Linked DNA regions of Mus musculus: regions 1, 3, 4, 5, 6 and 7 are each linked to region 2. A link is a contact called in public Hi-C, HiCAR-type, capture Hi-C and promoter capture Hi-C data. All regions are on one chromosome and are shown on one strand. The core of a region is the stretch at or near the end of the contact, and the rest is flanking DNA. Distances in the headings are between cores, read along the strand shown.

Region 1 (3,056 bases), core at 248-2,747, 1.1 Mb after region 2:
TAGATTCTGGTTAGAGACATACCACTTTAAATCCAATTCAGAGAAGGGTACACTGACTTAGCAAATTTATTGTTCTCTTTGTCCTACAGCTAAAAATGCCAAGACTTGCCCAAGTGATAGACTCCAACAGAAGAAATGTTCTTTTTGAAACTGTACTGAGGATTGAACCCTGGGCATAGATAGTGTTAGACAAGCACTCTAACCACTGAGCTATATCATCAGCTTTTACTAGGACAAGGTCTCACGAGGCTTTGAACTCCTTATGTAGCTTAGGCAGGGCTTGAATTTGTGACCATCTCTCCCCAGCCTACCAAGTAGCAGACTGAGATAAAGCCTATGTTCTTAAGTGGCTCTGGAGATTATAATGCCTGCTCCAGAGATACTGGGCCAGTTGAGAAGAAAGGAGATAGAGGTTAAATCTACAGAGAATCCAGGAGAGCCTGGCAAGAGGCAGAAGGCCCCTGGCTTAGATGTGTGCCTGCTTCCTAGTATCCCTGCAGGGCCTGGCACTTGGAGTGCTAACTCCATCCAGCCTATTGCCTCCCTCTGCTAGTGAGGCACAGGTCCAGCTGACATGCTGCCAGCAGCCATATGCCTAGCACGGAAGTGACTCCTGGCACAGACTACCCTGAGCATCCAAGCCTCAGTAGCTTCACGATCCCTACATACTTCAAGGTCAGTGGCACTGTCCCTGTCTAGAAGAAAAGGGACTGGGTAAGGGCAAGAATTTCTCAGAATGGAACAAGTGGTTTATAAGTATGACTTGTGGGGTCAGCTTTTCCCAAATCTGTCATCTAGAGAAAATACTAAACTTCTCTGTAGATCATTTGCCTCTTGTGGGCACAAGGACAGAAATTATAGCACTTACTTTGGTGAAGATGGTACGAAATATGCTAAGACAGTTCCTCAGAAGGGCTTACTATCAGAGCCCATTCCCTCCCCTGCCTACCTTCAGCCCACCAATCTCACTATGTTTAAAAGGCCTGCTCTGTTAAAATGACTCAGGCCCCTGGGTATGGAGGTAGGCGGAGAATGTGTGCTGTCCAGACAACGACAATTTCCCCATTATCTCGTACTAGTTACAAAGTCCAGGCCCATATACAGTTTGGCAAAGGGACAGAGCTCTGTAAAGAATCTCCCAACCAGCCACTTCTAGACTAGCTGGGACTCGCTTTCCACACCTGCACAGTGGATGAGCTGGAGAAACACCTTTAGTGCCTTCCTCCTACCCCTAGCCCTCCTTCTACCCTAAGCACCTTGTGCATCAGCTGATAGAAGAGCCCCAGTCTGTGAGCGACGCCCAGCACGGCAGCCACCAGCGTCCCAAACGCCAGGAGCAGGAAGGAGGGGAAGAAGCCTCCCGCAGATGCAGCGGCCGCAGAAGTTTCCATGAGGCAGAACCTAAGTAAGAAAGCACAGAGCCAGAATCTTAGTACTATAATCTAATCCGGAAGCAGGATCGTCCGCCGGACCTGGGCCACACCTCCCCGACCTGCCAGGCCACGCCCACAGACGCATCTAGACTGGACTTAAAGCCACGCCCCAGTGAGGCTAAGTCCGCCCCCTGACGTCACCACCTTCAAACTAAAAGTAGGCCACAGCAGGTCAAGGCGATCGCAGTAGCACCGAAACAAGGTTGAAATTCCTACTTACCTATCTGTTAACGAGCCCATGCAGAACCCACCCTCCTCAACGCTGGACTGGGGCTCAGCGGAGAGCCCGCCTCGCGCTTACATCATTGAGTCGTAAGGCCACACCCCCATCGGATCGCGCAGCCTAGGGTACGCTCCCCCACCCTCCCCACACACACCAGACTCTTGACCTTTGGCCTTCAGCCGAGGTCACTTTTCAATAGGATGCGCCTTCAGCTCCACTACATAGAACTCCCTTCCACCCATCCCCAAACAAGGCCCTATGACCTTTGCCTATAGGAAAGGTCCCTGACTGCAGTGGAACTCTGCCGCTTCTGGGTCACGTGACTGGGGAGTGTGGAGTGGTGCCCCTTTTGCCCACTTGGCTCTGCAGCGCCCCGTAGTTCAACGAGACGCGCGTGCGCCAAACTGGAGTCTCGCTGAAAAAGCTATCCGAAAGAGACGTTTATCATTGGTCGCTTCTCTCTCTCGCCTCTAATTGGCTAACATTACACCGCGCCTTCCACACCCGCGAGAACCATCTCGCGGCACGTTCCACGGGCGTGGACTGTGACACACCCCCCACCCGAGCTCCCCAGAACCCGCATTCCCGACCGCAACATATGCAAGCCCCTCCCCTTCCTGGACCACTGTGAGGCTTTGCAGGATGTTTAGAGAACTCCCTAGTGTTTGGTGCCAGGCCGGTTCAGTCATTTTCCAGGTTTCCAGCATCTGGGGACCTTTTACAAACTCCGATCTGTCTTACAAATCCCTTTCTCCAATTTATGTCTTTTTCTTTGACTGGCTTTTAATCAGGACCATCTGTGTAACCAAGAGTTTTGAGCTATTTGTTGAAGCCTGAACAATGGATATTTAACAATGTAAACCAGTGTAATAGTATGTGCTTTTATTCCCACCATTCCGAGTTCAAGACCAGGCTCTTCTCCATAGTGAGTTCCAGGACAAGCAGGAGTGCATAGAGACCAACCAAAAATCACAATCGCTTCAGCTGTGTCATGTCCACAAGATAGCATTCCACAGCCTTTCTCCCCATCTTTTGGCTCTTATATTCTTTCCACTTCCTCTTCCTTGGTGTTCCCTGACCTTTGCAAGCCATGGTATAAATGCCCTGTTTAAAGCTGATCGTTCAGCCATCCCTTCTCAGCAACTATGGTCTCTGATTAAGTTCTGTGATGGAACATTTGCCTAGCACAGGCAAAGCCATGGGTACCCACAAAAACCTACTCAACTATTTTTAGCCAAACTACCGTATGAATTATTTATGCTTACTGGCTGTGAGCATGCCTCCAATTTCGTCTTGAATCAAACAAGGTAGGCTTTTCCCTGCCATTCCATAAGAGTTGTTTTGGGAGAGTGCAGGGGCTGGACCTAGATTCTCTACCCATTTATAGCAGATGTGCAGCT
Region 2 (3,103 bases), core at 317-2,816:
ATATCTACCATGGCCCTACACTAGGGACCCTAGATTGGCTGGGATTTGTGCATCCACCCGGTCCTCATCTTGTCCCTTTTGGCCCTAGCATGAGATTCTGTGATTCTGCTAGTTATTCTAGCCCCCAGTAAGCAGGATGATCTAACTGTGCTGATGGGGGTACCTATAGCTGGCCACACATTTCCAGTGTTGGAGGCTTCCCAGTGTTCCCTGCTCCCAACCACAAGAACATCTGGTGCATTGAGCGTGAAGCCACCAGAGGGCAGACGACACTATCTAGAAGGAAAAATCAGGCCCCTAAGAAGCCACCTGTTCAGTGGAACCTGAGAAAGGCTGTCAGGGTGGGGCAAACACAGAGCTCTAGGGTCCAGGGCCCAAAGAAGGAACCCAGGGTGTGGCTCCAAGATTCAGGGTGGACCCCCCACTGCCCCCTTGGAATGCATTACATAAAGCCTGGCTAGGGCTAAAGGTGGCTGTTGTCCAAGCAGGCAAGGCTGCCAAGGCCCTATCAGGGCCTCTACTGGAACTGGAGCAGGTGGCTGTCCAGGCTACACGTCCCTTCTCTGGGGACACATCGGCCAGCGGCTGCCCTGGTTCTGTGTTCCAGCGTAGGGGGCAGGGCCTTGGGATACCAGCTAGCAGCTGCCCGTGGTCCTTTATGTCTTGGGACAACCTAAGAACCTTTCCAGGTTTTACCACATGCTGGTAGGGTGAGGAACAACCTGGGAAAATGCTTGCCAGCAGGGGGCTCCAGAGGCTTCTGTGTCTTGGGGTAGGGGGAACTAACCGGAGGGGGGGGGTTGAGAGGGGGACGGGACAAGAAGGAAAACAACTGTCCCCGGAGAGACCCTTTACCAGAAGCATTATGGAAGGGTGGGGACAACAGGGAAAGATCCTTTCCCAGGTACAAGTTTAGTCCAGTGTAGGACAACCTGGGAACACGCTGACCAGCAGCAGGCTCTAGAGGCCCCTGCGTCTCGTGGTGGGGAGTTGCCTGGGCATGCGGCATACATTAGCAGTCCCTGATCCTGTAGCCTGTTGGAGGACAGCTTAGGGAGACCAGTCCCCGGGGTAAGGTCAGCACGTGCCCAACAAAAAAGGGAGGAGCCGCTTTGCACGAGGAGCCTGGGAGAGAGGCAGGCACAAAGAGGAAACTGAGGCTCTGCTCACCTTGAAGTAGCCGCCCTCATAGTAGGTGTTGGGGGGCCCGAAGATGGCCACCTCCCAGTTGTACAGGTCACCCTCGTCCACCAGCGTCACCCGGAAGCCCTCCACCGGCTCCTCCTGCAGCCCCTTCAGTTCCAGCAGCAGCGCCTTCTGCGAGCTTGGCACCAGCGGCCGGGCCATGGCGGTGGCGGCGGCGGCGACGGAGGGGCCCGGGGCCGGGCCGGGCCGCGGGACCGGCGCGAGCTCGCGAGACGGACCGGGTCGCGCGCCGGCAGGGGGAGAGCCGCCGCCTTCCTCCTCTGCACCGCCGCCGCCGCCGCCACCCGGGGACCCCGAAGGCTCCACTCGCTCTGGCGCCGCTGCCCGCCCGGCGCTCGCTTCGGCCCGGCCCGGCCCGCGCCTAACGCGCCTGCGCGCCGCAGCCGCCGGGCCTCGAATGCGCCTGCGCACCGGCTCCCGACCCCGAATGCGCCTGCGTGCCTCCTTCGGGCCCCGAAAGCGCTTGCGTGCCACACCCGGGCCTAGAGTGCGGCTGCGCGCCGCTGCTGCCGGGCCGGAAATGCACCTGCGCGCCACTGCCGGGTCTAGAATGCGCCTGTGCGACGCCTCCACCGGGTCCGGAATGTGTCTGCGCGCCCGCCCGCGGGGCACACCGGGAAGTGTAGTCGTCGTCCCCCGCCCTGCCGCGCAGGCGCCTTGCGTTTCCGAAGCTCCGGAGGCCGCCGTCGCCTCCGGCCGGAAGAGCTCCGCGGATGCCTGTGTGCGGGGTGGCCGGCAGGGCCGGGCTGCGCGCTGCGGAGTGGCAGCTGCGGCTTTGGGGGCCTTTTTTTGTGACGTTCAGGGGGCGTGGTTGTGGGTGGGGAATTGGGCGTGGCTTGTGCGGGAGCGGAGCAGGATCCGCCCCTGTTTCCCAGCATGAAGCGTTAGATGGCCCCATTTGGTCTCTATGGGCTCAGGTAGAAGCGCAGGGAATCAACGACTTGGGGTTTGCAGACGTGGCTTCCAGGAGGTGGAGTCTGAACCCCTTCAGACTGACCTTTGACCACACCCTAGTCTTGCTTAAATCGACCAGAAAGCAGTGGTGAGGCATAACCCAAAAGTTTACAGGATCCGGAACAGACACGCAAAGACCTTGAGGTTGTTCAGCACAGACACCCATAACTCCTTTCTTGGACATTTGGTCATTAGTATTGGTGGTGGCAGCATATTTAAGCTTTGCAGCAGGGTGTGTGTGTGGTGTACCCGTGACCTTTAGGGGTGGGTGGTTCTGTCCCTAGGCTGTACTGGCCACTCACCCTGACTGTGGGCGTTCTGGAGGACTACAGCTGCATCAACACTTGGGGCTGGGAAAGGGCAGCTCCCACCACAGGTGCTCCGACATCCTGTCATGTCGGGGATAGCAGGTAGACCTGTTTGGGGACAGGGAAACGGTGTCAAAGGTGGGGCTGGTTGATATGACCAGGGAAGAGCCCAGGGTCCAATGCCACTTCATGTGTGGCACTACCTTGGCTGTCCTCCCCCTGGGAGCCCTAGACTCTTGGGCTAGAAGTCTTTCTGGTCACGCTCTTTTCCAAGGACTTCCAGAAGTATCTGCCCCTGTTGTGCATGTCACACTGCCCATCTTACACTGTCACCTAGTTGTCAGCACATAGCAAGTAGCTCAGGTTTTCCTGTGTGTCTGAGATGACCACTCCCACAGCCTGCACTTAGGAAGCCCTTGATGTATAAACGGACAGGGTGCCCCTCCCTTCAGGTGGAACATACTTCTCCCTACTCCCAGGCGAGCCTGCACCTGGGCTTCAAAGATATCGTGAATGCTGGGTATTGAGCATCTGGGAAGGGTGTTGGCCTGGCTTCTGGTGACTGGGGTCATCTACCTTGACATGTTAGGACATGGATGTCATGATCCAAGTCCCCAGTCACAGACCTTGGTCAT
Region 3 (2,827 bases), core at 23-2,522, 1.1 Mb after region 2:
TCAATGAGTACATAGGAGGCTAGCAGTCGTGGGTGACTTCCAGGTGTGGTATTATCTCTGGCTGTAAGGTCTAGCAAAAGTTCCAGTCTCTTAGAATGTACTAGATCTTTTCAAACTATTGCAGCACCACAGTTTCTCCTCCCACATGTGCCTGGATAAGCAAAGCTGGGCAGGTCTTCCTTCTACTCATCTGCACTCTTAACTTTTAGACGCCTGCATACCCACCAATTACCACAAAACTACTGAACTGGGAGGAAGCCAAGGACACAGAGGTGTCCACATAGGTGCTTAGTCCACTATCCCAGTGGAGGTCCAGCCTGTGTCTGGCACCAGTTAAGAGACCTGAACTTTAGTTGTGCCACAGTTCATGTGTTGAAAGTTTAGTCCTCTATGTGGCCCTGTTAATAGGCTAGTCATGGTGAAAGGAGCCTATCGGCGGGAGTTGGCCTTCAGAAGACGGTTCTGTGAGACCAAATTAGCAGTTAAAAGTGCTTGTTTCCCAGCCGTTTCTGGGCACCCACACACACACCCCGATCCATGTGCCATACACACAGAAGCACACACATATTCATAATAAAAAGTAAACTTAAGTTGTAAGAATCAGCCCAAACCTAAGATTTTTTTTTCTCTTCCTGTCTTAAGGAGTGCTGCTAGGACATCAACATGAACTCAGTCTACTTTAGAAAGTTGTCCAGCCTCCGGTATTTCAGTACTAAATAAAAAATAATAATACAACCTCCGATTTCACCACTTACTTTCGAGATACACCTATCCTTGCTGTGTTCTCGACTGAGTAGAGATCAGCAGACTGCATCGTCTATATCGCGTCCATGTTCCTGACAGTGAGCATCCCGGCTGTCTGAAACCACTAAGCTTGAGGGTCAATAAGCAGCAATAGTAACTTGAGTTGGGGGCATTTGGGGTTCCCAAGGAAAGATCGTGGTCGAGGTACTGGGTGATGTGGGGATGGATGGACGGACAGGAGGAAAGACATGAGCTGATGTGTGCCTTGGATGCGGTTTGGGGGAGCCGACAGAATGTGCTGCATGCCATCACACAAGGAGGATGGTTATGGGGGGCCCAGCCTATGCCATGACATTCATAGTTGAAGAGTTAGATCAGCCCAGCACCCCATCATGTCCCCTCCCGGCCCCAGGCGACTACATCTCCCAGCATCGCCTGCTCGGGCCGCGGGAAAGGAAAAGAAAAAAAAAAAAAAAAAGTTAAGGCCAAGCATTCCCGGAATGCGCTTCCTGCTGGAGCGGGCCGGTGGGGGGGGGGGGGTAGGCGGGCGGGGCGGGCGGCCGCAGCCCCGGGGCGCGCACTCGGCCGGCCGCGGCCCAAGCATGGCCGAGCCGCTGCTCAGGAAGACCTTCTCCCGCCTGCGGGGTCGTGAGAAACTTCCTCGAAAAAAGTCAGAAGCCAAGGACCGCGGTGAGTGCGGGGACTCTCGGAAAGTAAGAGAAGGGAGCCCCACTCAGCCTCAGATCCCCAGGTCCCCGGTAGGGTACGCAGCGGGACCTAGTGGGTAAGCCGGGAGCGAGCCCTGATGCAAGAGAGGAATATGCACCGGATCTTTGTAAGGCTGGGGGGCTGGGGCGGGGGGCACGGACCGTTATGTGCAGCTGGCCTGAGATGCCAGCCCCAGGGATCCTTGCAAGGCCCCGCAGGGGGGCCTCACCCCTGACAGGAAATGGGGCCTCGAAGGGGCGCCCAGAGAGTGGCGGGGCAGGGGCGGGAGGTGAGGACAGCTGTGTGGCATCGACATGGCTGGGTGGTGGGCACCTCTCCTGGGTACACACTCCTGTACTAAAGAGAGGTCGTGCGGGGTTATATTTATTATTGCAGTCTTTTCCCCAATTCCATGCCACCATCGCTCCAGAGGCTGCAGCCGCACCTACTGTGGCCAGCCCCAAGAAACCGTCCTGTTTATTAAGACAGAGAAACTGAGGCACGTGGTTGTTGGGTGATTTGTCCCGGGCCTGTGAACTGACTTTAAACAATCCTCTGGACTATGCTACTGATGACAGAGACCTGAAACAGAGGGCCAAAGGGTGGAAATAGAAGATCCTTAAATCTGGGGGTCCACAGACAGCAAGAATGAAATGGAAAGGAACGAAAGCTGTATGGGTAGGGGGCTTCGGAAGGAAGCAGTTAAAGGAGGGAGGCCACTATACCAAGGACCTGACTCTTCCTCCCGGGCCGTTCCCAGGGCATCCCAAGGGTCCCAGGGCCAGAGAAGGGATCCGGGTGCCCACACATAAACACACACAGGAAATCGACCATGATGTCAGAGAAAGTAGAGCCAAGATAAGGGGGGCGGGGTAACGGGGCACTGACTGTAGAAATCTGGCTTGGGCTGAGGGGCAAGATCCAAGAGAACTTGTGGGCAGGATTTGGGAAATGGGAAAAGGGTGCTGAATGAAAAAGAAACCAGCGTTCCCTGCCCTGCCTTCCCAGCAGCAGCTACTAGGGCCTTGAGCAGGGCTACAGATCCTATTGTCTAAAGTTGCTTCTCACACTGAGCTCCAAGCTGGAAGGGGGTCGAGAAGAGAATATGATAATACTGAATCTCCTCATAAACAAGACATGGAGCATCAGGAAAAATGCCTTGCTCAAGGCCACTCAATGAGAAGGGGCAGGCGTAAGATTCTAGGATTAATGGAATGTCTGGGAGAGGGGTGACAGAGCCGAAATGTCCTGAGGTTCCAAGGACATTTGACCTGGACTCTTGAGGCTGATTCACAGTCCCTTTTGCATTACTAGGGGCTAGGGCAGGGGACCTTGAAGCTAGGACTGCAAAAGTATTAGCTAGCTGCTAGGACCA
Region 4 (2,843 bases), core at 123-2,622, 1.5 Mb after region 2:
GCTTTTTTTTTTTTTTAAGATTTGTTTATTTATTATATGTAAGTACACTGTCGCTGTCTTCAGACACTCCAGAAGAGGGCATCAGATCCCATTACGGATGGTTGTGAGCCACCATGTGGTTGCTGGGATTTGAACTCAGGACCTTCAGAAGAGTACTCAGTGCTCTTAACTGCTAAGCCATCTCTCCAGCCCCAGGGTATTTGCTTTTAACTCAGCCAGTAAATAAAGGATAGTACGACGCCCACAACACACCACCACCAAGTGGTTTTCATTTGCAGGAATTGGAGGAATGCTTAAAGAAAATAAACACTGGGGCTGGAGAGATGGCTCAGTGGTTAAGAGCATTGGCTGCTCTACCAGAGGTCCTGAGTTCAAATCCCAGCAACCACATGGTGGCTCATAACCATATGTAATGGGATCTGATGCCCTCTTCTAGTGTGTCTGAAGACAGTGGCAGTGTACTCACATAAACCTTAAAAAAAAAAAAAACAAAAAAAAAACAAACATTTATTTAAAACCCTCTGAAAACCTATTTTATGTGCAGTTTAAAACTAATAAACTTGGGGAGCTGGGTATGCAAATTAGAACTTGGTACTTACTGAATGTCTACAGCCCTCTGAACTCTGTTTTCGGTAAACCTTTGACAGTTGGCCTGCAGATGTCAAGTCCATGTGTGGGGAGGTCTTTGAGACTTGATCCTGGCAGAAAAGCTTCCACCCGGCACTGCTAGCCTCCCGCATCCGTGTGTAGTCCTTTAGAGTGGAGTCTGGCTCTTGAGTTCACCGCCCACCCCCTGAGTTTCATATTTCTGAGTTCTCTACGGTTTTCTAATTATATATATTAAGAATAAAACAAAGGGGAGATCTAAAATGTTGGTAGTTCTGTTATTTCTCATGAAGACACCTTTCTCTGTAAGAGAGTTGGCAGCTCTTGTTCTCTGGGATGGGGTCTAGGAAAGGTGACGGCCGCACCTTGACACTGCAGGCGTTGGTTCCATTTTCACAGTGTTCTGTAACATAATGTCAGAGTAAGGCCGCTGTACTAAGATCGTTTAAAGTGTAAGCATTAAAATTCTAAAAATACACGTTTTAAGAAGAAACTCCGTTTGAACTTGGGTTTTTGTTTTTGTTTTGCACGGTTACAGGCGAGTGTGTGACGATTTGCTCGCTTTCTCAGCTCCGGACTGGGCTCTGCATGGAGACCTAGAACTTAGCTCCATTCTCCACCGTCCTAGCGGTCTCAGCTAGTTCACCGCTACGCAGCGCCTGCGTAGAGGCAGGGTGGTGGCGGGAGTGGGGGTGAGGGAGGGACGGGCGGGGCTTCCCAGGACACTAGGGTTGCGGCTCCGCCCCGGAAGTGCGCGTTTTAAGCGCCGGAGATTGTTTGTATTCCGGAAGTGGTTGCAGTACGGTACCCCACGTGTGGTTCCAGGATGAAATTCGCTTACCGGGTGAGCGGCGGGCCGGGCAGGGGCAACGGGAGGGCGATGGAAGGTTCCGAGGACGCGGGAGAGACCGAGGTCGTTGTCATCTCGGCTGCCTGTGGGAAGCACTAGTGGGTCGACCCATCGCAATCTATTGCTCCTGGTTTATACCAGGAGCTCCGGGCTCCTACCCAACAGGTCTCGGGCTGTACCCAGCCCTGTCCAAACTCCTCTTGCCAGACAACACAGCAATAGCTGCTGAAAGGCTCTTAACAACAAACTTCAAGCAACACCCAGCTCTCTACAGGGCCGCCAGTTCTTGGAGCAGTCTCGACAGCGCTCCTCTGCTGATCATACCTCTTAGGAGCCTAGCTCTGCCTGGTGTTATCTCGTTGCATAGCTGCCCACCTACACCCCAGATCGACTCCTGCCTTAGTTAGCCCAGGCAATCCCAGTAAGCAACTACCCTACTGCTCTGCTGGGCTTTGCAGTGTTTGGACATCTGTCCAATTGCCTATGTGCCGTTTCTATGTGGACATAGAACACAAGGCTCGGGTCTCTACACCCAGCTGTGTCTGCTGGATGGAGATGCTTGCCTTTGATAACTGAATGGATACACCGGGGCACTGATACTTAGCACGGTGGGCGTGGTGAGCATCTCCTGCAGCCCTGTTCACTGAAGCAGCTTCTCTTAGAATGGAGATCCTGTGCCCTTCTGTGCCTGGCAAATGCTTCCTGTCTTGGGAGTATAGTACCATTCAAGGGAACCCTGGGCTCCTGAGAATTAAGTTGGGTTCCTCCTCTGCCCAGGGGCAGGACACACCTATGGTCAGGTACTTTACTACCTATGCCCAGATGCCTCTCATCACCATTTCAGAGAGCTGACGCTGTGTTCTCTGTGTTAAAACTGATTCATTTCCTTTGCAGTTCTCGAATTTGTTGGGTACGGTTTATCGGTGTGGAAACTTAAATTTCACACATGATGGAAATTCTGTTATCAGCCCCGTGGGAAATAGAGTCACTGTGTTTGACCTTAAGAAGTAAGTATGGGGAGACAATGTTAGCAGGGACGTTATCCTCCGTGTGAAGGCTAGCCATCCTCTTTGTGGCTTGCAGGACTACTGGATTTAGGAGGACACAGGTCATGGTAGAGTTGCCTGCTGAGGTCCTCGTTTTTCATTCTAGTATCTAGAACACCAGCATTACTCTTAAAGGGAAAGGAAAAGTCATGTGCCTTTTGGCTGTTGGCTAGCAAGTAGGGGTGGTGGCAGATAGGAAGGTTATCTCAAAAGGTGAGCACTTACTGTGGGGGGAGGGGCGGCTCTAAGGGCCCCAGGACAGGTGGTTTGGAGAGTTCAGGCTGTCTTGGGTCCTTGCTCAACAGCCCTGATGGTTCCCACCTTCCCTGCTGAGATTAGGC
Region 5 (2,936 bases), core at 103-2,602, 1.2 Mb after region 2:
GCTTCATAACCAGGAAGCCTAGACAAACTAAGAGAGAACTTCCGGGTCCTAGTAGGGTATCTAAGTAAATGAATACATAAAATAAATCCAAGGCAGTTCCAGGTGTGGTGGCATACACCTTTAATCCTGGCACTCAAGTTAGGTGGGTCTCTGAGTTCAAAGCCAGCTTGGCTTAGATAGTGAGCTGGATCAGGGAGAGAGACATCATGAGACCTTGTCTCAAAAAAGCTAAAGAAAAGCTCAAAGTGAATTGCCCCTCCCTAAGTATAACACCAGAGGTCTTCTATACACATACACAAACACAGAAATGCCGGGATTATAAATGTACACCATTGCTCCAGGCTAGCAAGATTCAGTTACAAGAAATGTTTAGCACATACATAGTATCCAGCAAACGTTACTATCAGCAAGCAATTAATTATTCCTCCAATGTACTTCCATTTAGTTGATTCCAGTCAAGCCTTCCTAACAACTTGGTTCTTCTTTACAGCTTTTCTGGTGCTGGGGCCTTGGTATGCACCCCACCAACGGAGCCTCAAAACCACTTCCTTTTTCTGATCTGTTCCCCAAGCAATGGGAATGTTCCTTTCTCTTCAGAGCAGATCTGGTCCCCAGTACTCTCTCTCACCAAGATAAAGCAAACTTGACATACTGGCCTGTGCCACTGATCTGTGACCCTGGTGTGTCCGTGACCACAGGAGTGCCAAGTGTAGGTCTGGAGATGGGACAGGAAGAGAGGTGCGCTTTCCCTAGGACTGAGAGGACTTGGTGGGTAGTGAAGAGGGGAAGACCAGTGCAGCCCCTTCAAATCTGTCCCCATGAGTGGCTCTAAGCAGACTTGAGCCTAGAGAAGATCTCTTATTATATTGAGAAGGGGCACGTGACTCCTGACTCAGGGTAGCCTGAGATCAGATGCCTGTGAGCCCTACTGGGTCTGGGATTCCACGCAGGCCGCGTGGCTGGAAAGGATCTCCTGATCTCTGAGGGTCTTCAGGCTCTGGAGCTCAGTGGAAACTCTTTGGACAGCAGCTCCGGAGTATGCCACCCATGGAGTGATCAGCGCCGCGGGCCAAGGAGGTGGAACAGTGTGTACTGAAAGTACCGTGCTGTGGAGTGTGATACAGGCGAACCCCCTGACGCACAGACAGATCTGCAAAAAGGGATGTGAGGCCACGTGATGGAGCACAGAGGAAGGAGCTCATGTGCTGGATTCCACAGGTCCCGTTGCCCGGAGGGGCGGGGCCTGCGTGAGGCACCGCCTTCAGCCCGCCCCTCGCCGCGCGGGACTCGCGGGTTAGCAGCCGGCCTGTTGAGGTCAGAGGAGGCGGGGAGCGCGTCCAAGCCTAGCGACTGCGCGTGCTTAAAGCGCTCGGAGCAGAATCCGAGCGAGCGGCCTGAGCAACCCCAGCCTGTGACACCACCTGGACCACGCGCCACTACAGCTTTCCCGGCATGGAGGGCGAATGCCGGGTGCTCTCCATCCAGAGCCATGTTGTCCGTGGCTACGTGGGTAACAGAGCGGCCATGTTCCCTCTGCAGGTATGCGCTCCACTGCTTATGTAACCGGGCCGGGCTGCTCACTTGCGGGTCTACGGGTTCGCTGCGTGGCCTTTTCCGACTAATGACCTTGGCCCCCTGTGGCCATCCTTTTGGGTCCCTATTGAGCGCTGGGCGCGCTGAGGGCAGATCCTGGCGCAGGCAGGCCGGGGGCGTGGACTACCCTGGGGAGCTTACAGCGGGGTGGTGCAGGTGGCACGAAGCCCCCTGCCCGGCTGTGGCGCACACGGTAGCGCCTGAGGGTCCCTGTTGCTTCCGTCTGCCTGACCAACAGTGGGCAGGGGCTTCCCGAAGCGTTAAAATGCTGAGCTGGGAGAATCCTTTCCTTTGGGAGCGCGGAGAGCCTCTTGGTAGACACATTGGCTAGTGATTGCTCGCTCTCTGCAGACATCCACGTTCTGCTTCTACCCATTCTATGAACTTGGACCAAGGAGGAAGCTGGGCCCACGCTTGGGTCTGAACACTCTTAGGGTGGTCTGTCACCCGCAGAGATGGGGCTGGAACTCTGCACCTCCCGCGTGCTTGCTTTTATTCCTAAAAGACAGCATAGTTTGCTGAGTTTGGCTTTGGAAGCAACCTGTTAGAAGGGCTGTAGCCTTTTCTTCCCAGATCCTATCTCCTGTGAGATGTGTGATGAATGAGGCTATCTCTGATCATTTCTGGCAGGTGGTGCTTCCTGCTTGTGACTGGTTGCCCTTGGAGGGAACCAGGTTGTCATGGGCATTAGAATAGGGGTCATAGGCAATATCAGCTGACTGGAGCTTCCTTGCCTGGCCGGTCCAGCAGGAAGATTGGGCTGGCCTGGGCAACCAGGTGGTGGCCTCTTGCAATGTATCTTTTTTGGCTGGTCACTGAGCAGGGTGGCAGGTCCCCGTTCCCCTTCCGCTCATGTCTAGCCATTAAACTGATTCCTGGGAGATGTTAGGGTGTAGCCTCTGGCTACCATGGACCTGAAAGAAGGACTTGGAAGGAAAACAGGTGGCTGGAACTGCATTTAAGGACAATAGAGGACTGTCCTGAATCAGGCTTGCTTGCCAGACAAATAGAGCAATTGATTGTTATTATACAGCATAGGAGATCAAAGTCTGTAGGCAAGGGCAGTTGCTGAGTGTTTGAGCGCCTGTTGGTTGATAAACAGTGCTTCACCCACACGGTCTAGTGTAGGCATTCTTGTTCTATCCAGAATGCACTGGTCTGGTGCTTCATGCTCTTTACCTTTGCTCTCTAGCTTAAGGGGCCAGGATTGGGGTAACAAGGTCATTGAAGTAAGACTGTACTAAGGAGCCGGGTGTGGTGGCACATGCCTTTAATCCCAGCACTTGGGAGTCAAAGACAGGCGGATTTCTGAGTTCAAGGCCAACCTGGTCTACAGAGTGAGT
Region 6 (2,811 bases), core at 240-2,739, 1.2 Mb before region 2:
GGCAGACCCTCCTCTCCTGGAGTTGATGGCACCTGAAACCAGGGATGGCCCAGCTTTGTGCTCTGAATCTGAAGGGTTTATAACAGTCCCCAGCTCCAGGGCATTCACAGGCTTCTCTGGTCCCAGATTCTGAATTGTTCTAGTCCCTTCTAAAGCGGAGGACCAAGGAGGAGCGAGTTCACACATGGGACGACGCCTCCCATCCTAAGACTGAAGGGGACAGGCAAACCGTGGGCGTTGTGCCTTCAGGAGCAAAGGCTGCAGGTTCCCAGCCAGTGACTGCTCACATGAGTGTGGCCACACTAGCTATGCTCCTGGCCTCTCCTGTATGAATACTGTGTGGCCCCTCTGTGCCCCACCTCGATGGCAAGGCCTGGAAACTTGCTTCCCTGCAACTTAGTGCCAGGAGCCAGCCAGTTTCACCTGTCACCTCCCCACCACTGACACATGGTATTTTTTTAAAGAATATTTATTTTTTTACATCGGTCAGTAACGCAGCTCACTGGGATGATGCTCTGGGGGTTCAGGCCTGGAGCTGCCACAACTGGCAGCTTCCTTTACTGAGCTAGGGCGAGTTCTTTCTCTCTCCTGGCACAGCTGATGGTAGGAAGAGTCCAGGCCTAGTCTTCCCCCAAGGCAAGAGCTCTTGGCCACAGGATGCCACCACTGCCACCAACCTCCAGAACCCACCAGCCACCTCCTGCTTCTAGATACCTCCGTTTTCTTTGTGACCGGCGTTGGATCCTGGATAGTTATGGCTGGCTGCAGTCACTGCGCAGCTCTGCTGCCTTGCCCACAGGGCAGGTGTACTCTGCACTGGAGCTAGCTTCCTTGTATTTGAGGAGCAGGTCTAGAGTAATCTGCAGGTCCTCAGGGGTCTGTTTCTGGCCCTGGCTAGGTGAGATGGTTACCGGAGTGGCACTGCTGCTGGGGAGCCGCCGGCACTGCGCACATCGCTCAGCTCTACAGATTGTTTCTTTTATAAGATGCATGCCAAACGTGTGTTCCACCTTTTCTTTTACGCCTATGATTTGTAATATACATTTTACAACTGGAAACTTTTGTATACTCAAATAAACATTGACTTTAACTGCAGCCTCAGAGTAGATCTTCAGATTAAGATAGGAGCAGCAGGCTGGTAAGATGGCTCAGTGGGTAAGAGCACCGGACTGCTCTTCCGAAGGTCCGAAGTTCAAATACCAGCAACCACATGGTGGCTCACAACCATCCGTATAACTTTAAAAAAAAAACATATTAAAAAAAAAAAAAAAAAGCAGCGAGGATTTTATATTGTACGCATGCGCAGCGGGGAGGTCCAGGACAAAATGACCCTGGTCCAGCCCTTGCCAGGGCGTCAAAAGTCAGTGGGCTCACGCGGGAAGTTGCACAGCCTTCTGGGAATTGTGGTTCGGGTTTCCTTCCTTTCTAGAAGCCAAAGGACAGTGCTTAGGGACGGCGCGCACAGCCTTGTGGGAGCAGGAGTTTGCAGTTTCCCATAGAGCCTCCGAGGTCAGAGTGCACGGCGCGCACGGGTTTGTGGGAGGTGTAGTTTAACTTGTTTCCATGGTGACTCAGGCCGCAGCTTTGTCAGACTGCTGACGACGCGCGCTGCCTTGTGGGAATCGACTCAGCCTCTGTTTCCCGTGGTGCCCCGGCTTGGCTTCCGGGGCGTATGGTCGGTGTGCGCGACCGTGGCCCGGTTGACTGAGCAGCCATGGACAGCGGCTTCGGCTCGGATTTTGGCGGCACGGGTGGCGGGAAGCTGGACCCGGGGGCCATTATGGAGCAGGTGAAAGTGCAGATCGCCGTGGCCAACGCGCAGGAGCTGCTCCAGGTGCGGGGCGCGCCGGGGTTGGTGGCGGGGTTCCCCGGGTGAGTCCCCGCTGAGACCTCGCGTGTGTCCACAGAGAATGACGGACAAGTGTTTCCGGAAGTGCATCGGGAAGCCCGGGGGCTCCTTGGATAACTCGGAGCAGGTGAGACATCTCGGGAACCCGGGGTGGTGAGGGGCGCGGGGTCAGGAGCGTCTAGGAGGTTGAGAGATGTGCGCGTGCGCGGCCTCTAGCCTTAGCTACTGAGGAAGTTGTGCGCGTGCGCGGGGTGAGGACCCGGCTTCTGTGCCTAGATCGGTGCAGCCTTCATGGGTGATCCTCGGGTCGTGTGACCGTCAGTCAGGGATCCCCCTCCACGCTTTGCAGAAATGCATCGCCATGTGCATGGACCGCTACATGGACGCCTGGAATACCGTGTCCCGCGCCTACAACTCTCGACTGCAGCGGGAACGAGCCAACATGTGACCGGGACCTGTGCCTCGGGACACCGTGCTTATGGTCTGAACTGTTTTCCCTGCCAGTTAGGGTGTCTCCTCCTAGCCGCCCTGAAGTCTGGCAGCATGGAGGGCTTGGGGATCGAGGCCTCTCCCCTGGGTTGCTGCGTCCAGCTCAATCTCAGAAGAGAGTGAGGACCCGACAGAGCACAGGGATCTGGCTGGCCCCACTGACCTGTGACCTCAGGAGAGCAGGCCAATAAATCGCTGCTGGGGCAGTAAAGCAGGCGTGTCACCTCACTGCTTCAGGTCCCTTCCCCTGAGTAGGCCCAGACCTCCCAGGGTATCTTTCCCCTTGGGGTCAGTGGGCTGCTGGCTCTCAGGGAATTCGGAGCATGATCTCAGGTGTTTGGTCATCCCGGGGAGACCAGCCGAGGTTAAGAAGCAAGGCTTCATGTAGCCTTCACCTATCATGCATGAGGCCCAGGGTGCTGACCTTAACTCTGAATAAACCAAGTGTGGTGCACACCTGTCTGCCCAGCACT
Region 7 (2,785 bases), core at 197-2,696, 1.3 Mb after region 2:
AGGGGTTCTCTGCAGGAAGTTGCAGGACACTCTGCTCTACTCTGAGACTATGTCCCCAGTTCATGCCAAGCTACTATCAGTACCCACCTTGATGAAGAGGTTGGTGCCAGCCACTATCTGTCTCTTGAAGGATATGGCTTTAAAGACATCAAACTTCTGATTTTCTTTCGATTCAAGCTGGGACTTCACCTGGATGGTGGGTGAGAAGGAAGGACTTAGATTCATGCACAGGTGCCCCCACACACACACACTGCCAGCCTTCAATACTCCTCATTCCGGGGGACATGGTAAACTGTTGGCCCCACTGATAAAGAACAACACAGCTCCTTTTTTTTGGGGGGGGGGGGGACAGGGTCTCACTATGTAGCTATGGCTGGCATGGAACTAAGCAAACTGGGCTGGCTTCAAATTCAGAGAGACTCGCCTGTCTCTGCCTCCTGAGTGCTGATGTGGCACGTGGCCAAGGTTCCCTTGCCTGGCCAGTGTGTCTGTAACATTTCCTCATTTCTAGGGTCTCATGGAGCTGACTCACTCCTTCTTGGCCACTTCAGTCAGAGCAAACACCTCCCAAGATCAGCTAGGCTTAGTGGACAGGGTCCTGGGCTTGGGGCGTGGCAGGAGAGCTGAAGAGAGGATTTGTTTAACTTTTCTTCTCTTGCTAATACCCTGAACCTCCCCCTACCTTGTACTGAATCTCTGCTCTGCTAACAGTCACAGGAAGGGCAGCCCAGGCCCAAGGTCCACCCCCTCGTTTCAGACTAGGCACAAGCAAGTTCTACAACTTCTGGTTTTGATCCTTTTTTTTTTCCCTGAGGGGCGGTGTTGGTGATGGTGGTGGTGGTATCAGTTGAATTCCTGCCACTGAGCTAAACAGTCCTAGCTCTTTCTTTTGAGGAGACAAGCACAGTAGCCCAGTCTGGCTTTCTCTTGTTTAGGCCTGGGTGTAAGTCAAAAAGGTGCCGTCTAGGTTCTAACAGCTGCCTTCCTGAATTCTCTGGGACCACCGGATCCCTCCACCGATCCCGGGGCTAGTTCCCTAATAGGTGAGTGGCCCTCTTGTATGCAAGCGGCAGAAGACTCGCCCCAGTTCCCGGCCCTGAATCTTCCAACCAGATCCAGAGCCCCCAGCTCCCAGTCACACTTGTGGCCGCCCCGGAAACCCGCTGCAGGACCTGACCAGTCTGGGCAGGCCGGTCCCTGAGGCCGCCGGGTCTCCGCAGGCCTGGCTCAGACTGGCCTGACCTGGGCCCAGCCTCACCTGGTCGGCGACCTCCTGCGTCTCGGCCGTGGCTGGCATTGTGGCAGATGGCGCGCCACACATCATCTTGGCAGCAGTAGTCGGGGTAGCACGGAGAAGCTGAAGACAGATCCAACTAGGAGACCTGGGTGCCTGGACCCTAGAAAAACCTGGCTTGGCTCCGCCCCCCCGGACCCGTAGCACGTGACAGAGCGACGGGGCGGGGCGCCGCACCCTCTCGCTCGCTCTCTTTACTGTCACCACCCTCCGTTCCAGGCAGAGTCAGGAGACCCAGGCTGGGCGTGGGCGGAGGGTGAGGCATGGTGGGTGCTTCACGTCCTTTCCCTGAACGGACGCTAAGAAGGGTTTGGAGGCTGGGAGTCCTGATTGCCCCTCAATGGTCGTGAAGTGATTGTAGGAGTATCTCTGACCCGGCTTAGGGGCTTCCGGGTCCTCACAGGATGCAGAGATGTGAGAAGGGGTCCTAGTCTTTCCATGGAGTAGGTGGACACGAAGTACAGCCCTGGACATCTCAATTTCCCCTTGTCCTGTGACTATTAAGTGGGGGTCTTGATGGGTCCCTATCCCTCCTTCCATAGAGTGGATACAGAAATAGATGATTGAGGACCTAGAAGTCTCAGATCCCTGTTCCTTGACCCCTGGCCCCATCCTTTCCTCCCCTCCCCAACGTGGACTTAGTTTTTGGGTCCGGATAACCCCATGAAATAAGAGCTTATCTGGGAATTCCATTCTTTTTGAATGACATGGCCTTGTCAGGCGGTAGGCGGGGCTTGGGGATCCCAGCCCCAGCCCCACAGAGCTGGGTAGGTGGTCTATTCTGGGTGAGACTCTATTCTCACACACCCAACACAGGCTGGGAACCATGAGGACCCCGGATATGCCCTCTGTCAGTGCTCTTACTTGAGTGACCTTCAAACCCGAGTTTCCGTTTGCAAAACTGTCACAGTTGGATAGCAGGACATGATGGTATACACCTGCAATCCTGGCACTTGAGAGGCTAAGCTAACCTGACTATGCAGTGAGACCTTGGCTTAAAAAAAATAATTTGGGGGTGCAGAGGTAGCTCATGGTAAGGGGCTTGCCACGGAAGTGCGACAGCCTGAATTTGATATTTGGAACCCAGTCAAAGAGCCAAGTGAGGGGCTGGAGAGATGGCTCAGCAGTTAAGAAAACTGGCTGCTCTTCCAGAGGACCTGAGTTCAATTCTCAGCTCCCACATACTAGCTCACAACTCCAGTTCCATGGGATCCTATTTCTCCACCCCCTGGCCTCAATGGGCACTAGGGATGCAAGTGGTGCCCAGACATACATGGAGACTTGTGGTGGTGGCAGTCAACCCAAACTAAAACAGAAGTTAGTACCAGACACTGGAGTATTGCTGGGATTAGGCCTGGCCATGCTTTTGTTTGGAGGAATGTGGATTTTGGGTTAGAAAAGCAATTGATCACTTAATAGTTCATAGGGCCATAGTAGTAGGAATATGGAAGACAGTGGTGATGAAGGTGATGTGAGCTTTGGGGGTCTGGT

The links. Promoter capture Hi-C pulls out the DNA fragments that hold promoters and counts their contacts. A called contact is a pair of places that touch in the nucleus more often than the background predicts. HiCAR-type assays count read pairs that join an accessible place to other places. Capture Hi-C pulls out chosen DNA fragments and counts their contacts.
Region 1: a contact with region 2 is called in a promoter capture Hi-C map of pre-B cells, with 2.9 times the contacts expected there. The contact joins the promoter of Ilvbl here to the promoter of Cdc34 in region 2. A contact is called at or near these places in 8 of 39 promoter capture datasets (the 3T3-L1 cell line, the C10 cell line, the HPC-7 cell line and 4 more), 1 of 484 Hi-C or Micro-C datasets (bone marrow-derived macrophages), 11 of 115 datasets of contacts at active chromatin or transcription factors (the 230-238 cell line, the NIH/3T3 cell line, astrocytes and 7 more) and 1 of 9 other capture datasets (embryonic stem cells).
Region 3: a contact with region 2 is called in a HiCAR-type map of astrocytes, with 3 times the contacts expected there. The contact joins the promoter of Syde1 here to the promoter of Cdc34 in region 2. A contact is called at or near these places in 10 of 39 promoter capture datasets (the 3T3-L1 cell line, 3T3-L1-derived adipocytes, the C10 cell line and 5 more) and 7 of 115 datasets of contacts at active chromatin or transcription factors (the 230-238 cell line, astrocytes, embryonic stem cells and 3 more).
Region 4: a contact with region 2 is called in a promoter capture Hi-C map of pre-B cells, with 4 times the contacts expected there. The contact joins the promoter of Pwp2 here to the promoter of Cdc34 in region 2. A contact is called at or near these places in 8 of 39 promoter capture datasets (the C10 cell line, the SN4741 cell line, cranial neural crest and 4 more), 2 of 484 Hi-C or Micro-C datasets (CD4 T cells and embryonic stem cells), 2 of 115 datasets of contacts at active chromatin or transcription factors (large pre-B cells and stem cell-derived neural progenitor cells) and 1 of 9 other capture datasets (embryonic stem cells).
Region 5: a contact with region 2 is called in a capture Hi-C map of embryonic stem cells, with 4 times the contacts expected there. The contact joins the promoter of Pdxk here to the promoter of Cdc34 in region 2. A contact is called at or near these places in 6 of 39 promoter capture datasets (the 3T3-L1 cell line, the C10 cell line, hippocampal neurons and 3 more), 2 of 484 Hi-C or Micro-C datasets (the G1E-ER4 cell line and bone marrow-derived macrophages), 7 of 115 datasets of contacts at active chromatin or transcription factors (bone marrow-derived macrophages, embryonic stem cells, large pre-B cells and 3 more) and 3 of 9 other capture datasets (adipose tissue, embryonic stem cells and liver).
Region 6: a contact with region 2 is called in a Hi-C map of myocytes, with 6 times the contacts expected there. The contact joins the promoter of Timm13 here to the promoter of Cdc34 in region 2. A contact is called at or near these places in 2 of 39 promoter capture datasets (liver and pre-B cells), 1 of 484 Hi-C or Micro-C datasets (myocytes) and 1 of 9 other capture datasets (pancreatic islet).
Region 7: a contact with region 2 is called in a promoter capture Hi-C map of liver, with 6 times the contacts expected there. The contact joins the promoter of Cstb here to the promoter of Cdc34 in region 2. A contact is called at or near these places in 5 of 39 promoter capture datasets (cranial neural crest, embryonic stem cells, liver and 2 more), 3 of 484 Hi-C or Micro-C datasets (B cells, Th1 cells and bone marrow-derived macrophages), 12 of 115 datasets of contacts at active chromatin or transcription factors (the NIH/3T3 cell line, astrocytes, bone marrow-derived dendritic cells and 6 more) and 1 of 9 other capture datasets (macrophages).

What each region holds. Positions count from the first base shown.
Region 1 is chr10:78,573,432-78,576,487 of GRCm38.p6, reverse strand. Ilvbl (ilvB (bacterial acetolactate synthase)-like) reads right to left here and starts at 1,497. Exons shown (of 15, transcript NM_001359302.1): 1 at 1,257-1,497. The coding sequence starts at 1,391.
Region 2 is chr10:79,680,658-79,683,760 of GRCm38.p6, reverse strand. Cdc34 (cell division cycle 34) reads right to left here and starts at 1,566. Exons shown (of 5, transcript NM_177613.2): 1 at 1,171-1,566. The coding sequence starts at 1,347.
Region 3 is chr10:78,590,409-78,593,235 of GRCm38.p6, reverse strand. Syde1 (synapse defective 1, Rho GTPase, homolog 1 (C. elegans)) reads left to right here and starts at 1,272. Exons shown (of 8, transcript NM_027875.1): 1 at 1,272-1,434. The coding sequence starts at 1,347. Gm30346 (a long non-coding RNA gene) reads right to left here and starts at 1,195. Exons shown (of 3, transcript XR_380602.2): 1 at 756-1,195.
Region 4 is chr10:78,183,678-78,186,520 of GRCm38.p6, reverse strand. Pwp2 (PWP2 periodic tryptophan protein homolog (yeast)) reads left to right here and starts at 1,372. Exons shown (of 21, transcript NM_029546.2): 1 at 1,372-1,450; 2 at 2,351-2,463. The coding sequence starts at 1,433. Trappc10 (trafficking protein particle complex 10) reads left to right here. Exons shown (of 23, transcript NM_001081055.2): 23 at 1-1,099.
Region 5 is chr10:78,463,364-78,466,299 of GRCm38.p6, reverse strand. It overlaps Pdxk (pyridoxal (pyridoxine, vitamin B6) kinase), which reads left to right and starts at 1,352. Exons shown (of 11, transcript NM_172134.2): 1 at 1,352-1,539. The coding sequence starts at 1,453.
Region 6 is chr10:80,899,647-80,902,457 of GRCm38.p6, reverse strand. It overlaps Timm13 (translocase of inner mitochondrial membrane 13), which reads left to right and starts at 1,489. Exons shown (of 3, transcript NM_013895.4): 1 at 1,489-1,834; 2 at 1,908-1,976; 3 at 2,199-2,811. The coding sequence starts at 1,715. The coding sequence ends at 2,297. Lmnb2 (lamin B2) reads left to right here. Exons shown (of 12, transcript NM_010722.5): 12 at 1-1,095.
Region 7 is chr10:78,424,331-78,427,115 of GRCm38.p6, reverse strand. Cstb (cystatin B) reads right to left here and starts at 1,446. Exons shown (of 3, transcript NM_007793.3): 1 at 1,259-1,446; 2 at 88-189. The coding sequence starts at 1,324.